Regions from separate parts of the Rattus norvegicus genome. Here regions 1 and 3 are each linked to region 2. A link is a contact called in public Hi-C data. All regions are on one chromosome and are shown on one strand. Each heading gives the region's core, a stretch centred on a gene start, on an enhancer-like site or on the middle of the called end of the contact. The rest is flanking DNA. Distances are from core to core; before and after follow the strand shown. Region 1 overlaps Nr1h4 (nuclear receptor subfamily 1, group H, member 4). Region 2 holds the start of Nr1h4 (nuclear receptor subfamily 1, group H, member 4). Region 3 has its middle 35 kb from the start of Nr1h4.

Region 1 (4,563 bases), core at 1,968-4,467, 39 kb after region 2:
TTGGCCTGTATGCGGCCATGCTTCCTGCCGTGATGACAACGGACTAAGCCAGCCCCAAGTACATGTCTGTCTTTATAGGAGTTGCCGTAGTCATGGTCTTCACAGCAATGAAACCCTATCTAAAACACCTAGTTAATCTCCCTTTTGCTTTCATGTGTTTTTATATTGATGATACAATAAGTTTTATTAAAGCTGTTTACAAGTCCTGGGTAAGGGCTTCTTTATAAGAGTGTGAACCTATTGCCAGAAGTTATCTGAGCTGCTGAAGAAAAATCTCTCTTCCTTGTGATCATTAAGTGCCTACGGATGTTCAGGGAGGTATATGTTCCTGAGAAAACCCTCTGCTCAGCTTCCATTGTCTGCCTCTAGGTCCCGGTGGGTGGGCACAATGGCCCTTCTGCCCAGTGATAAAATGAGTCTGATGGAATCTGAAGCCAAGGGTTAAGGTCTCTGCTTCATTCCCTCTAAGCTATACAAAGTCACTTACCCTCACTGAGTGGCCATCCGTCCTCTGTAAGATAAAGTTGAAGACAGCGGGCCTCAGGAATAAAGCACTGCCACGTGTGGTAGAAGCGAGGCTCCTGAGAGATAATCTGTTAATACACTTTGGACACTTGTGAAGGCTGTGGAGCTGACAGCAATTAGAGCAGGAATCACCCTTGTCTCTGGATTTGCTTTCATGCTGATAATCTCATTTTATCTTCACGGCAGGCCTGTGAAGGGTGTAGGCGGGGATGTTATCTATATGTCTCCATCTGGTGATGCAGACAAACGGGGCCCACAGCAGCCCAGAGTCCTACCTAAAGTCATAGAGCATGCCTGGTAGCATTATGCCTGGAGTCAACCCTGAGCATTCTGAGTCCCCTGCTCACGCTTTCTCAGAAACAACAACAACAACAACACAGCAAAGTCTTAAGGTTGACATTCAGAAATTATGTACAGGGTTTGTTTGTTTTTTTTAAATGGAACCATTTCTATCCAATAAGAAAGCCAAGCTACGATACCCAACTATGCAAATACAAATATCAGTGCAGTGGCAATAGCCACCAATGTACTTATGGTATTTTTACATTCTTTTATTTAAATCAGATATGACTATGAGCTGTGTTATTGTCACCTCCACCCTTTAAAACTTAGGGAGTTGGAGGCGGAGAGATGGCTCAGCGTTTGTTCCCTGTTGCTCTTGCAGGGGAATCCAAGATTGGTTCCCAACACCCATGTGACAGTTCACAGTCTTCTGTAACTCCAGTTCCAGAAAAATCCAACACCCTCTTCTGGCCCCTGTGAGCAGCAGGTACACATATGTCATGCACATATAGATGTTAGCAAGAGACCCATATCCATGCCATAAAAATAAAGATCAGCTTTTTTGTTTGTTCTTTGAGACAGGATTTCTCCAAGTAGACCTAGCTTTCCTAGAACTTGCTCTGTAGACCAGGCGGGCCTTGAACTCATGGAAATCCACCTGCCTCTGCCTTCCTAGTGCTAGAATTACAGGTGCATGCCACCACCACCTTGGCTCAATCGTTTATTTTTTTTCTAATGAGGAAATAAAGGCAGAAAATAGCTTATGTATCACAGAGCTTGCAAATAGCAAGAAAGACTGGATTTATTAAATTTATTTATCTTGTTTTTGGCTACTGGGCCTCAATATCATAAGTTGCATGGCTTAAACAACAAAATGTACTGACTTAGAGTTCTGAAGACCAGAAGTTTAAAATCAGGGTGTCAGTAGGGTTTGATCCTCCTGGGACTCCTGGGAAGGAATCCTTCTAGATCTTTCTGTTTGGGTTATCAAAGCCATGTTTTGTCTTTTTGCTTCATTTTCCATCCACAGGATGTGTCCCTTCCCTGCCCCCTTCACAAGGACATGAGCCATAGTGGAATCTCTAAATAAGGTCGCACTGTAAGGTCCTCGGGGATAGGATCTCAACATATGAACTGGAATGTGGACAGGACCATTCTTCACATATTACTTAGATACAAACCCATTTTTCCAGGTCCATAGTAGGCTTCTCATGCCATTACAAATGCATATTGGTTACTAAAGAAAGATCCATCAGCGTGGCGTTTGACCTCTAACCAGTCTTAGAGGCAGTGAGCAGAAATTTACCCTCTAAAAGTTCTTAGGCTGGGAGAGATCTCCCCAAAATGTTTATCTAAGACACCAGTTTCCAGCTTACTAGGCAATTTGGCATTGAGGACTTTTCTCATAAACATTTACAAATATTCCGCTCAGCAATGGAGTTAATCAGTAAACCACACCAACCTCTGGCCCCTGTCACTTCTTACCTCGGCTCCTTCTCAGTTGCCGTGAGGAAGCTAAGGATGGTGATGCAGTTTCAGGGTTTAGAAAATCCAATTCAGATTAGCCTTCAACACAGCCACCGGCTGTCAGGATTCGCGTCCGACAGGATGAGTTCGAAGCCGGCTAAAGGTAGGCCGCTCTGCCCCTTGTCCTTGTGTGGGCTTTCCTACCACGTTGGGGAAATACAGGGGTATTTAGTTAGAGGTCAAAACCGTCACTCTCTGTCCAAGGGAGACCCAGGCAAGCCGAGAAGACTGGAGATGTGAGGGGTTGGTTTCTGTAGTTCTAGATACGTGAGTATATTATAGGGATAGTAGGCCAACCTGGTGCTATTCCTTCAAGTCAGTCAAATGTTAACGTGGATGTCCGTGGACACTTGAAGAAAGTTAAAGTGTGCTGCTCAATACTGCGTCTTTAATATGCCGAGCCTCCGTGTCACTGAATTCTGACACTTGTCCGGTGTCTTGGGATCAACATTAAAAACAGGAGTAGAATCAAGAAAACATCAATGCACCTACCCAGAAGTAAAGGTAGATTTGTTTTGTGGAGTTTGGATTCAGTCACCATGCGTATGTGCAAGGGTCATGATGAAAACTGCAATGCAGACTATAGCATGTGGTAAAAAGTAATAACCCGAAAAAAAGGGAGAAATAGAGATTCAGTGGACTAGTTTTGTCCCATGCTTCTTCCAGTGTTTTCTAGTAAGTAAGACAGATAAAAATTGAGATTTACACTGAGGATACTTATTTTTCTCTGAGTTAAAATATATTTTACCACAAAAAGACAGTGTTATTTTCCTCAAAGCATAGACCCATCTTTCTAAACTTCCACCAAGAATTAAATGCTAATCATTTCCCCAGTAACTTCCACAGCGTGCTTACTTTTGGTCACAGGCTTGGCAGCAATCCATCTTACTTAAGAGTGGTGTCGCAAAGTGGCTGACACTGTATTTAGAAATGGAAATTACTGACATGGCTCGGGAAGCGAATTTTCTACCCCCTTCTAGTTAACGCACACTTATTTAATGTTTAGCATGCGCCAGGCTCTGTGTCCAGAGCCAGAAATGGTAGAAGAGGGACTATAGTCTAATGTTTCCCTCAGAGGGTTCACCGACTAACCACAACAGCCACAAAGCAGGGTGTACCGAATGTTTGCTCTGTGTGCAGGACGCAATTTACATTCCCTGCCTTAGTCCTTCCTTACAGCCTCTGACCTTACTGGCTCACTACTCCAGCTTTATGGAGGCAGAAACAGAGGCTATAAGAAGTTCAATGTCATCCCCACGTCCATAAGTTTAGCAATTTGCGGGTGAACTGAGTCCAGATCTGTCTCCTGGTCTGTGCAGTACAGACCGGTTTCTCATTACCACCTCGAGTTCAGTGTGGAAGATAAAGGTCGTGAGCAAATCCGGCTAATTATTCATGTTTCTGATAAGTGCTATATTAGAAGTGTGTACAGAGGTTAGGAGAGATTAGTTCTACCTGGGGGAACTGGGACAGGCCTCATGAAGGAGGTCATCAGCTGACACAGTCGGGAGGAACACCTATGTCCCAAGACCTGGCACAGGGAATGGCAAACAGCCTCACAAATGAAGCCATGTCCTTTGGCTAAGAAGCCATGGCTTAGAAAACAAAGTATGTGTTAAAGCCAAGTTCCCGCTCCATTCAGTTCCACAGATACGCATTGAACATTTGCTGGGCTTAGAACTGCATCGGAGGTAAATTAAAACAACAAGACAAAACAACAACAACAACAACAACAACAAAACCAGGGGGCGAGGAGACTTTGCTCCAGATACCAACCTAACTACAGTGCGGCAAATGTCACCATGAACACGTGAACCTATTTTCTGTTCATAAACTCCCTAGAGCTGTCCTGTTGAATATGACGGTCATTAGCCATTTATGATTATGTAATTAAGATTTTTAATTACTGAAGATTAAATACATCTAAAACATTTTTTCTTAGAGTTTTACTAACCGCATCCAATATCCTCACGTGGCTAATGGCCGTCATATTGTAAGTATGAGACCCTCCTTTCAACTCAGAAAGTTCCTCAGGATGGCAGTCTATGAAAAGGCAGAGGCTTCTATCCAGAAGTTGGCTTTCTGGGAGAGCATTTCCTAAACTCTCCTGGAGTTTCTCATCCAAAGGATCTAAACTCCAGTGCTCTAAATTACAGCTGATCCATTTCAACCCCCTCCACACCTCTCTAGCACATAAAAATCTACTGCTGGGCAGAATGTCTTTGCTGA
Region 2 (4,164 bases), core at 767-3,266:
TCACCTAGCTCATGAATGGCAGAGCTGGGAATTAAACCCAAATGGTTGGTGCAAATCACCTTCACTAATGCTAGAGAACAAAACCGCATTGCAGACATTTCTCCACCAAGAAGAACTGGGCTTGAGTTGCTGGTGCAGATCAGAGCTGAAGAGTGCGGGAAGTGTTGACACAGTGTTTCTCCAAACAAAGGAGAATTGGCAGTCAAAGGAGTAAACTGTAGGACACCAAGAAGGCACCAAAGAGGGTGGTGGTGGTGGTGGTGATGATGGGATAAGACCTACCTGTGCAAAACAGAAGCATGAAGTAACATTTCTAATAGAATTGAATGTAGACCTCCCATTAAACAGACTTTATACCAGGACACACACAGAGAAACACACACACACAGGCACACACATACACACAGAGACACACACGTATGCACAGAGAGACACACAGGCACACATCTAGAGGTGCTGAGGGGATGGGTTGACAGACAGTTGTACAAGTGGTTGAAAAGTACAGAGAAACACAAGTACACACAGAGACACAAGTGCACACACAGAGACACACAAGGGTACATATACAGAGATACGTAGTCACACCGAGGCGCACTTGCACACGCTCACAAACACATGCAGATGCACATGTGGGGTTGCGCCACTTTGAAAAGTCGCTAGTTTCACCTCCTTGGCTGACTGCATTACAAGTGCTGATGCAGTGCTCCGTGGAGAGGCCTCATGGTAGACGAGGGATCACTATCAGCACGCCTGTTCCCATGTCTTCCTTCTTGAAAATTTGCTTTCATAGAGCAGAAACTGCAAAGCGTAAGGCTGAAAGCATTCAGGGCAGTAAGAAGTGCAGACCAAGACTCAGGGGATTCGGGTGGACAGAGTGGGGACAGGTAGAGAGTGTGTCTGGATGATATGTGGCTATGCAAAGAGGGTAATTAATTCAAGCATCGACTGGGAAAATCTTGGTTTAACACGTGGAGACAGAAGCTTGCTCTAGGTGGGCAGAAGTTGGGATCTCTGCGATGCAGCATGTGAGAAAATTCTAGAAAACTGGGTTAGGAATAGGTGACTGGGGATCAAGGTGTTTACAAATGTCTGACACGCTGTGTTTACTTTTCAGGTGATAGAATCTACTGGGAGTTCATATTAGGACACCTACTATGTTTCGGGGCACACGACAGGTAGAATGCTTTCTGTAAGTAATAAAGAAGAGAAAAATGGCACAAAGTTATTAAACAGTTGCTATATACTAGGCACATAACAAGCCTTTTAACCACTCGTGTAATTGTCAACACATCCCCTCAGCTCCTCTAAGTGTATCAGTTCTACATGAAGAAACCCAATCTCAGGGAAGCCACATGCTCAATGCTCGTGCTCAACACGATGAGAAGACTGAAAAATGAGGCAAGAAGGAAGCAAAAGACTACCATTGTTTTTCAGACAGGAAGCTGTGGTAGGCCCGACTTAGCAGAGGATCAGGGCGACTCAGAATAAGGAAGCATTCCAAGATGGAATCCTTAGGCATCTTTACAGCCTTGATGGAAGAATTCTGGGAGAGTGAAGGCTCAAGGTGGTTCATCCTTCTAGTTTTCATTTCTGGAAAGAAACGGAACTCTGAAAAGAAACTGCCGAGTGAGGCAGAAATCTGGGCTCCCAAGATCCTACAAAACAGCCAGCAGACCTGATATGCAAGGTGAGCCGTGGGACACAGGCGCCTGTCACTTTCCCTGTCTCTGGATTATGCTGGCAATTCCAAGGCTCTCTGAGATTCCTTTCTGTGTTTACATCATTTATCAGGGAAGGACTGTTAATGACTAATCTGTGTCCATGAGGCAGAGAGCCAAGAGAGAGATGTTGTAGTTTATGCCGGAAGGCCGCCTGTGGTCACCCAGGCTTCTACTCCAGTCCCTCCTCCTCCTCCTCCTCCTCCTCCTCCTCCTCCTCCTCCTCCTCCTCCTCCTCCTCCTCCTCCTCCTCCTCCTCCTCAGCCCTCTGTCTCCTCATCTCACCCCAGAGCAGAACTGAGTTCTGAGCGTCTACAGCGAAAGTGCTGGGCTTTGGAAAGGAGACCTGGGCTCCGAATCCTCTCAGGGCCTTGGACGTCTCTGACCCAAAACAATCCAAGTAAGTACTCAGTCATCTGGCAGTGGGAATGTGTCTCTCAAGGTAGCAGAGAAAGAACATTGCTCGCGCGCTGCTCTTAGACACCTGCGATTTTAGTCAATGAACGAACTTCAGACTTAGCAGATTGATGTAAAAAAAAAGTGCTGAGGCACCAGTAGAGAAGGCGACTCTAAAGATGAGAGGCCAAGCTGCTTTCTTATTGAACAATACTTGATAAGCATCCCTGCCAAATTCTGGTCCCCCAGAGGGCAGCGCTGCAAATAGTGGGTTAAAAAAAGGGAGGGCTCAACACTGATTCTACAGAAAATCTGATGTATGCTGTGAGCTGCCTTTTGGCATGTTGCCAAATTTCCGGGTCCCTTTGTCAGGTGACCATGGATTGAAGAAACGACTACGGAGCCCATGCTTGAGAGGCATTAAGATTTTCCTTAGCTGAGTAGCTTCAAAGTGCCTTCTCTTTAAGCTTCAGCCATACTCTTGCCCATTGCCTCCTGCCTTCTAATCAGAGAAATATTAAAAAGAGAAAAATCCTGAGGAAGAACTTCATTATTAAAGCACCCCTGTGGGAAAGCCATAGGTAAGGCCTGCTTGTCTGCTCACTGCTACAGTGACACAGGCAGGTGAGGAACTTGGGTAATTCCTCCTAATGGGGCTTTTATTTAGAAAGGAGGGCCTCGGGGATAACTGATGACTTGCTTCAGATTCTTAGTGTGAGCAAGTCCCACCTGTGCTCTGGAGATCCAATGTTGTCATTGATGTCCTCTTAGAGACACTGTAGCCATGCTGAAGACAGACTGGGCTGGGAATCATTAACCTCAAGTTGATAAGAAAATGAGGAAGGGAAGATGAATCGGTTTATGGTGTAGATTATGATGATGACTGAATACCTTTTTTATGTCAACCACACCTTCATAAAGTGGCATGTGCACGTGTGTGTGTGTGTGTGTGTGTGTGTGTGTGTGTGTGTGTGTGTGTGTGCTCTTTTCCCTTAAAAGATAGTCGGGAAGCTGTCTTGTGCTCATGGCTTTGGTTTTCTAAAACGATAGATAATGTTCACCTCTGAGTCCCTTCCTCGCCCCCCCCCAAATGGTGGACCTGTGCCATTTGCACCCTGGACACTTCTGTTTTGCTGACCATGTTGCAACAGTACTGATGTAACTCCCAATTCATGGATGAAGTTCTAGACAGGACGGAGCTTTGTCTCCAGACACCCTTTTGCAATATCTCAAGCAGTGTTTCACACACACAGTTCTCTTGCAGAGGGAGAAAGAACATGGTACCATCCTTGGCTTGACTCCAAGATTAGGGCAAACTGTACAGGATATGTAGCAGTTATAAGGCCCAAGGACCCTGTAAGGAAAAGAGAAGGGGTGTGTGTGTGTGTGTGTGTGTGTGTGTGTGTGTATGTGTGTGTGTGTGTGAGAGAGAGAGAGAGTGAGAGACAGAGAGAGACAGAGAGAGACAGAGATAGAGAGACAGAGACAGAGAGAGATAGGGAGACAGAGACAGAGAAAGAGAGATAGAGAGACAGAGACAGAGAGACAGAGACAGAGAGAGATAGAGAGACAGAGACAGAGAAAGACAGAGATAGAGAGACAGAGACAGAGAAAGACAGAGACAGAGAAAGAGAGGCAGAGAGAGACAGAGGCAGAGAGACAGAGAAACAGAGAGAAAGAGGCGAAACTAACTTTAGTTCCATGTCTACTAAATGTCCCAGGTTTTACATAAGCCACCTATTCCCTTCTCACAAGAGCATTCTGTGGTGTGGAAGTCTTGTGAGTACCCATTTTACAGACAAGAAAAACAAGGCTCAAAGAGGATGAGTTCCCTCCCCATGGACAGAGAGCTAAGAAGGAGCAGGACTTGGTTGGAGTGTGGCTCTGTTCTTGCTCCCTGATCTTGTTGAGGTCTGGGAAAAACCTGGAATTGACAGCTGGCAGCCATTTCGGTTTGACAGGGTTGGTTGATGAAAAACCACAAATATTTTGAAGATTCCTAAAACCTCACGCACAGGGAATTTTTCTAATGACTGCCCTATCAGCGGGG
Region 3 (4,672 bases), core at 682-3,181, 35 kb before region 2:
GGCCTAACCAGGCAGTCCAGGTAGGGGAAGTAGTTCGTTCCATTGGCAGGAAACAGAGACTGAGACGGCTCCCATTCTACTTGTGAGGGGAACCACATGAAAACAAAGCTGCACATGTGTATAAATGTGTAGGGGTCTAGGTCCAGCTCCTGCACGATCCCTGGTTAGTGGCCCAGGCTCTGTTGAGCCCCCATGGTTTCAGGTTAGTTGACTCTGTGTGTCCTTTTGTGGTGTCCTTGTGACTTTCAATCATTACAGAAAGAAACACTGTACTCATTAATAGTCATCCTTCCCTTCCCTACCTACTTCCTGTACCTATGGGTTTGCCCATTGTGGCCACTTCATATAATTAGCCTTCAATAAAGTACGGCCTTTTGTGTATGGCTTTTTTCACTTAGCATGGCTTTGAGGTTCATCTATATACTACAGCCATTTCCAAAGGAACAGTATTTCACTATATGAATACACTGTGCATTATTTTTATGCATCAGTTGATAGGAATTGGGTTTATTTCTACTTTTTGGACATTCGAAACAATGCCTATATCCTGCCTCTTTAAGGAAACTTTTGACTCTTGTTTCATGGGGCTTTTTCAATGTTTCAAATGGTAGAAACGTCTCATTGGCTCCCCGCAATTAATGGGATGTTATTAAAATAGAAGATTATGGGGGCTGGGGGGATGGCTCAGTGGGTAAGGGTTCTTGCTTTGCAAGTGTAATGAGTTTGAATCCCCAGAGCTCCCATAAAATGCCACGTGTGGCTGTGCATGCCCGTAACCTCAGTGTTGGTTGGACATGGGCTGAGGCAGATGGATACTGAGAATTAGATCCTGAGAGCTTGTAGGACAGTTAGGTTATCTGAAACAGAGAGCTCTTGGTTCAGTAAAAGACTTTGCCTCAAGGCAGTAAGACAGAGTGGTACAAGAAGACACTGATGCCTTGTTCTGGCTTCTGTGTGGCATGTGAATACATGGGTATGTGTCAACATGATTGTGCAGACTACACATACACTGTGCATACACACATCCTCTCTCTCTCTCTCTCTCTCTCTCTCTCTCTCTCTCTCACACACACACACACACACACACACACACACACACACACACACACAGAGTGGGTCATGGTTCATTTTTCCCATAAAAAGCTGGTCCTCAATATACCCTCAAACCGTCTTCAGTTTGTTTCTTTAGATGTCTCCTGTGTGTCTGCCTCACTGGGCTTCTATCTGCTGCTCAAGCAAATGGTTGGGTTCCATTCAGGGCCTTCCAGTGTGAATCCCGTCTTTTCCATGCAGAGCCCGGGGGTGGAGGGGATCGTTTGTGTGTCCCTTTGATTGCTACATCTGTGGCACAAAATTGTGCCTGACAGATTGATCGGCATTCATTAAATATATGTAACATGAGCGAGCGAACATGTTTCTACACCAAGTGGGCTGGCTCAGCCTATCTAAAACCACCAGATTTCTTTGTGTTTGGCTGGAAATACGCCTTGTACCATGAGTCGCATCCAGGCTGATCAAAAGTTCTCATGAGCATAGATAGGCCTTTGACCAGGCTTGTCAGTTAGATCCATTTCAAAAAACACAGAAACAATTATGTAATGCATCAATATATTTTGGTAGGGGAAAAAAAAAGGGCTGAAAGCCTAGGATTTATGGGAGGGAGACTATGGGGGAAACAAGGGGGATGCTTGGTGAGGAGATGCTTGGGGTCAACTGCTCCAAATTTCCATCTAAGAGGGTCTTGGGGGATTTGGGTAATTACTGAGAAATTCCAGGAAGAGGAGCTTCATTGGAAACAAATGTTTATCAGTACATACCATTTGCTGGGCTGTTCAAAGGTTCCTGATGCAATTCATGTTGGCAGCTCCTGTATTAAACTGAGGCAGCAGAGAGTGGCAAAGGTTTTATTTATCTCCTGTTATTATCTGTTGACTTTCGAAAGGCCCAGTAGCGGGTAGCTATAGATTAGTTAATCTATTGGGAAGGGTGAAGCAATGTCTTGGGAGGCCCGAGGTTCCATCAGCCCCCTTTTCGTGGTAGTCTCTCTGACCAGAGACCAGGGAACAAAAGAGCAGACTCAAAACTTGTACTAAATAAAGTCTGGCTGAGGTAAGCAGAAATTTCTGGTTTGAGAGAAATACTAACTGTTCTCAGTTCAAAGCCGACCTTTGACCCTTGTGTCATCCCTGTCACTACTGCAACATGCTGAGACAGGTATGATCTTTCCTTTGACGAGAGATGAAGACACATGGAGGTTAAATAATTTCCTCAAGGACGCACACATTTGGCAGAAGACCTGGGAGTCAAATCTTAATCATCCTTGACTATGAAAGTCATTGGCTTTTCTCTAAACGACGGTGCATCCAAGTGGGAAACCGTCTCCAAGGCCTCGTCATTCCTGTCCCTTGGCATTCACCAATGATTGATGATGACAGCATATTCAGTGGGTGCTGTCTAGGAATAGCAGGTATAGCCCTCGAGCTTCTGGAGTATTTGAAAGCACACATATTTAAAGGAAAAGAAATTCTTGCATTTGCGGAGAAATAAAGACAGTAAAACGTAATGTTCATTTTTTAAGGGTGGTGAGTGTGGTGAGAAAAATGTAGAACAAGTAAAGGGGGCTTGGAAACACCCAGAGGCAAGTTCAAGATCGGTGGTCATGGATGGCAACCCTGGCACAAAAGCTTAGAGGAGATGTAGACGCCCTGGATGACATTTTTGATGTAGAAAGGAGAAAGGCGAAGGCTCTGAGGTAGAAACACTCTTTGAAGGTGAGAGACACCAAGCAGAGCGCTCTTACTAGAAACCTAAGCACAGAGGGGAGAGTGGTGGGTGGTGAGCTGAGGTCAAAGCAAGGCTGTGGGTGGCGCTGTACAGAAAGACACTACTTCCTCCAGGCAACCGAGGAAGCCTCAGACAGGGTTGGGAAGATAAATAATAGAATCCAGATTACTACTGAAAAGATCCCCTGGCTGAGTGAGGGTGGGAAGGAAGGAAGGGCAGGGCACAGTCTTCAGAAATGAGCGCTCGCAGTTAAAATCAGGTGGTAGCCATGCTGGTAGAAGGCAGCGGTGGAATTTGGATAAAATTTGCTAAGGGACTGGAGGGCCCCATTCTTGAAAGGGGTCCATCTCTCTTCCTGGACTGAATCCACTAAGCACAAGGCCACAAGGGAATGGAGGGTTCCAGAATTTTCCCAATATATGTAATATATTAACAAGTAGTTCATGGTCAGAGAAGACATTGAAACACTACAAAGCAGTTTATCAAAAACAGTCCATTAAAAGGCATAGTCTTTAAAGAACAAAAATCAGAATCTGATTCCTTTAGGCCCTCTGCTTGGGCCATTCTTGAGACTATGGTCAATAGAGCCCTTGGACTCTCTGAACCTTCATTTCTTTTGCTGTGAAATATCAATTATTCTTCTGCCCTGATTCTGAGGCAATAAATGGGACTTCCATGGGAACAGTGGCTTTGTTTGGAATACTACTGGCCGAGGCACTTAGTAGGTTCTTAGTAAATGAGTGTTGGTATGACTAAATGAAAGAGATGTTCTCAGAGACATTTGAGAAAAATACGTAGATCTATGCCAGGTTAATCATTAGTGAATAAGGCGGCTGTTGAGGCAGGCAGCTTGTGGCAGGGCCTGAATTCACAAGGTAATTACTTTGCTTCAACTCTTCCTGTCATTTCTGGTTCTTCATGTAATGGAATAACAAAGATGCTTCCTCCGAGTTTCTAGCCCCTGGTGCCCAACACACACTTTCATTAGCCAACAGCATCTGGATAGCTGACATAAGAGCGGTTTGATGAACATAATTTTTGAACGTAAGAACATCTGTTCCCTTACCGGCTTCATTAGAGAGCCTCTCCACACCATGTATCTGATCTGTGATAAGACTCACAGTAAGAACTACAGGTGCAGAAACTAGGGAACTCCAGGTCTGAACTCTGCTGGGCGGCAGGGTCAAGTGCTTAGGACTGGGGACAGCCATTCCCTTGCAGGAAGCATTAGCCATCCTCCATCCCACTGCAAACTCTCCCGCTCCCTCCCGGGTCCATTTACCTCATATATGATCTCTGATACCTGTTTTGTGGAAGGGAATGTTACATGCAGAGGACGAGGAGTGCGACAGCACCCCTGCTCCTGTGATCATCACATGACCGCAGTGGGAAAAATAATGTGATCAGGACGGTGTTTCTGCGAGAAAACCCTTGAGCCTCTGGTTCAAACTCTAGCATGAAAAAAGTGACACTGGCAACATTCAACCTTTCCTTGACATTATATGACTAGATTAATGTAAACAAATGCTTGAGGGACTGTCTTTAAGTTTTCTAGATTTCCAGGTCCTTTGCTTTAACTACTGCTAAAAAAATATGTAAATATCTAAATATCTGGACTAATAACACATTTTAACGTTTAAAAATTTTACATGTATTCTTTGGAAATTTCATATATAGACAACATAGTTTGATCATATCCACACTCTATTTCCTCCTCCAACTTCTCTTGGGTCCTCCCCTTATCACGCTCCTTCCCAACTTCATTTCCTCCTACTCTTCTTCCTCCTCCTTCTTGTCTTTCTAACTTTCCTTCTTAAACATCCACATTGGGTCTAATTAGTGCTATCCATATGTACATGATTGAGCCATCCACTGGGGTCTGGGCAGC

The links. Hi-C and Micro-C count contacts between places; a contact is called where the count stands out from the background.
Region 1: a contact with region 2 is called in a Hi-C map of kidney, with 4 times the contacts expected there. The contact joins the enhancer-like site here to the promoter of Nr1h4 in region 2. A contact is called at or near these places in 2 of 12 Hi-C or Micro-C datasets (kidney and liver).
Region 3: a contact with region 2 is called in a Hi-C map of liver, with 3 times the contacts expected there. The contact joins the enhancer-like site here to the promoter of Nr1h4 in region 2. A contact is called at or near these places in 3 of 12 Hi-C or Micro-C datasets (kidney and liver).

What each region holds. Positions count from the first base shown.
Region 1 is chr7:25,788,550-25,793,112 of GRCr8, reverse strand. The region is part of intron 2 of Nr1h4 (nuclear receptor subfamily 1, group H, member 4); the gene reads left to right. Among named protein-coding and RNA genes, the nearest start is that of Nr1h4, 39 kb to the left of the region's middle. Within about 2 kb of position 3,217, at least 5 of the 93 cell types and tissues checked have an H3K27ac peak or open chromatin away from gene starts, as enhancers often do. A contact at or near this core is called in kidney and liver, where this site is marked.
Region 2 is chr7:25,827,241-25,831,404 of GRCr8, reverse strand. Nr1h4 (nuclear receptor subfamily 1, group H, member 4) reads left to right here and starts at 2,016. Exons shown (of 10, transcript NM_021745.1): 1 at 2,016-2,118.
Region 3 is chr7:25,862,145-25,866,816 of GRCr8, reverse strand. No RefSeq gene overlaps it. Among named protein-coding and RNA genes, the nearest start is that of Nr1h4, 35 kb to the right of the region's middle. Within about 2 kb of position 1,931, at least 1 of the 93 cell types and tissues checked has an H3K27ac peak or open chromatin away from gene starts, as enhancers often do. A contact at or near this core is called in liver, where this site is marked.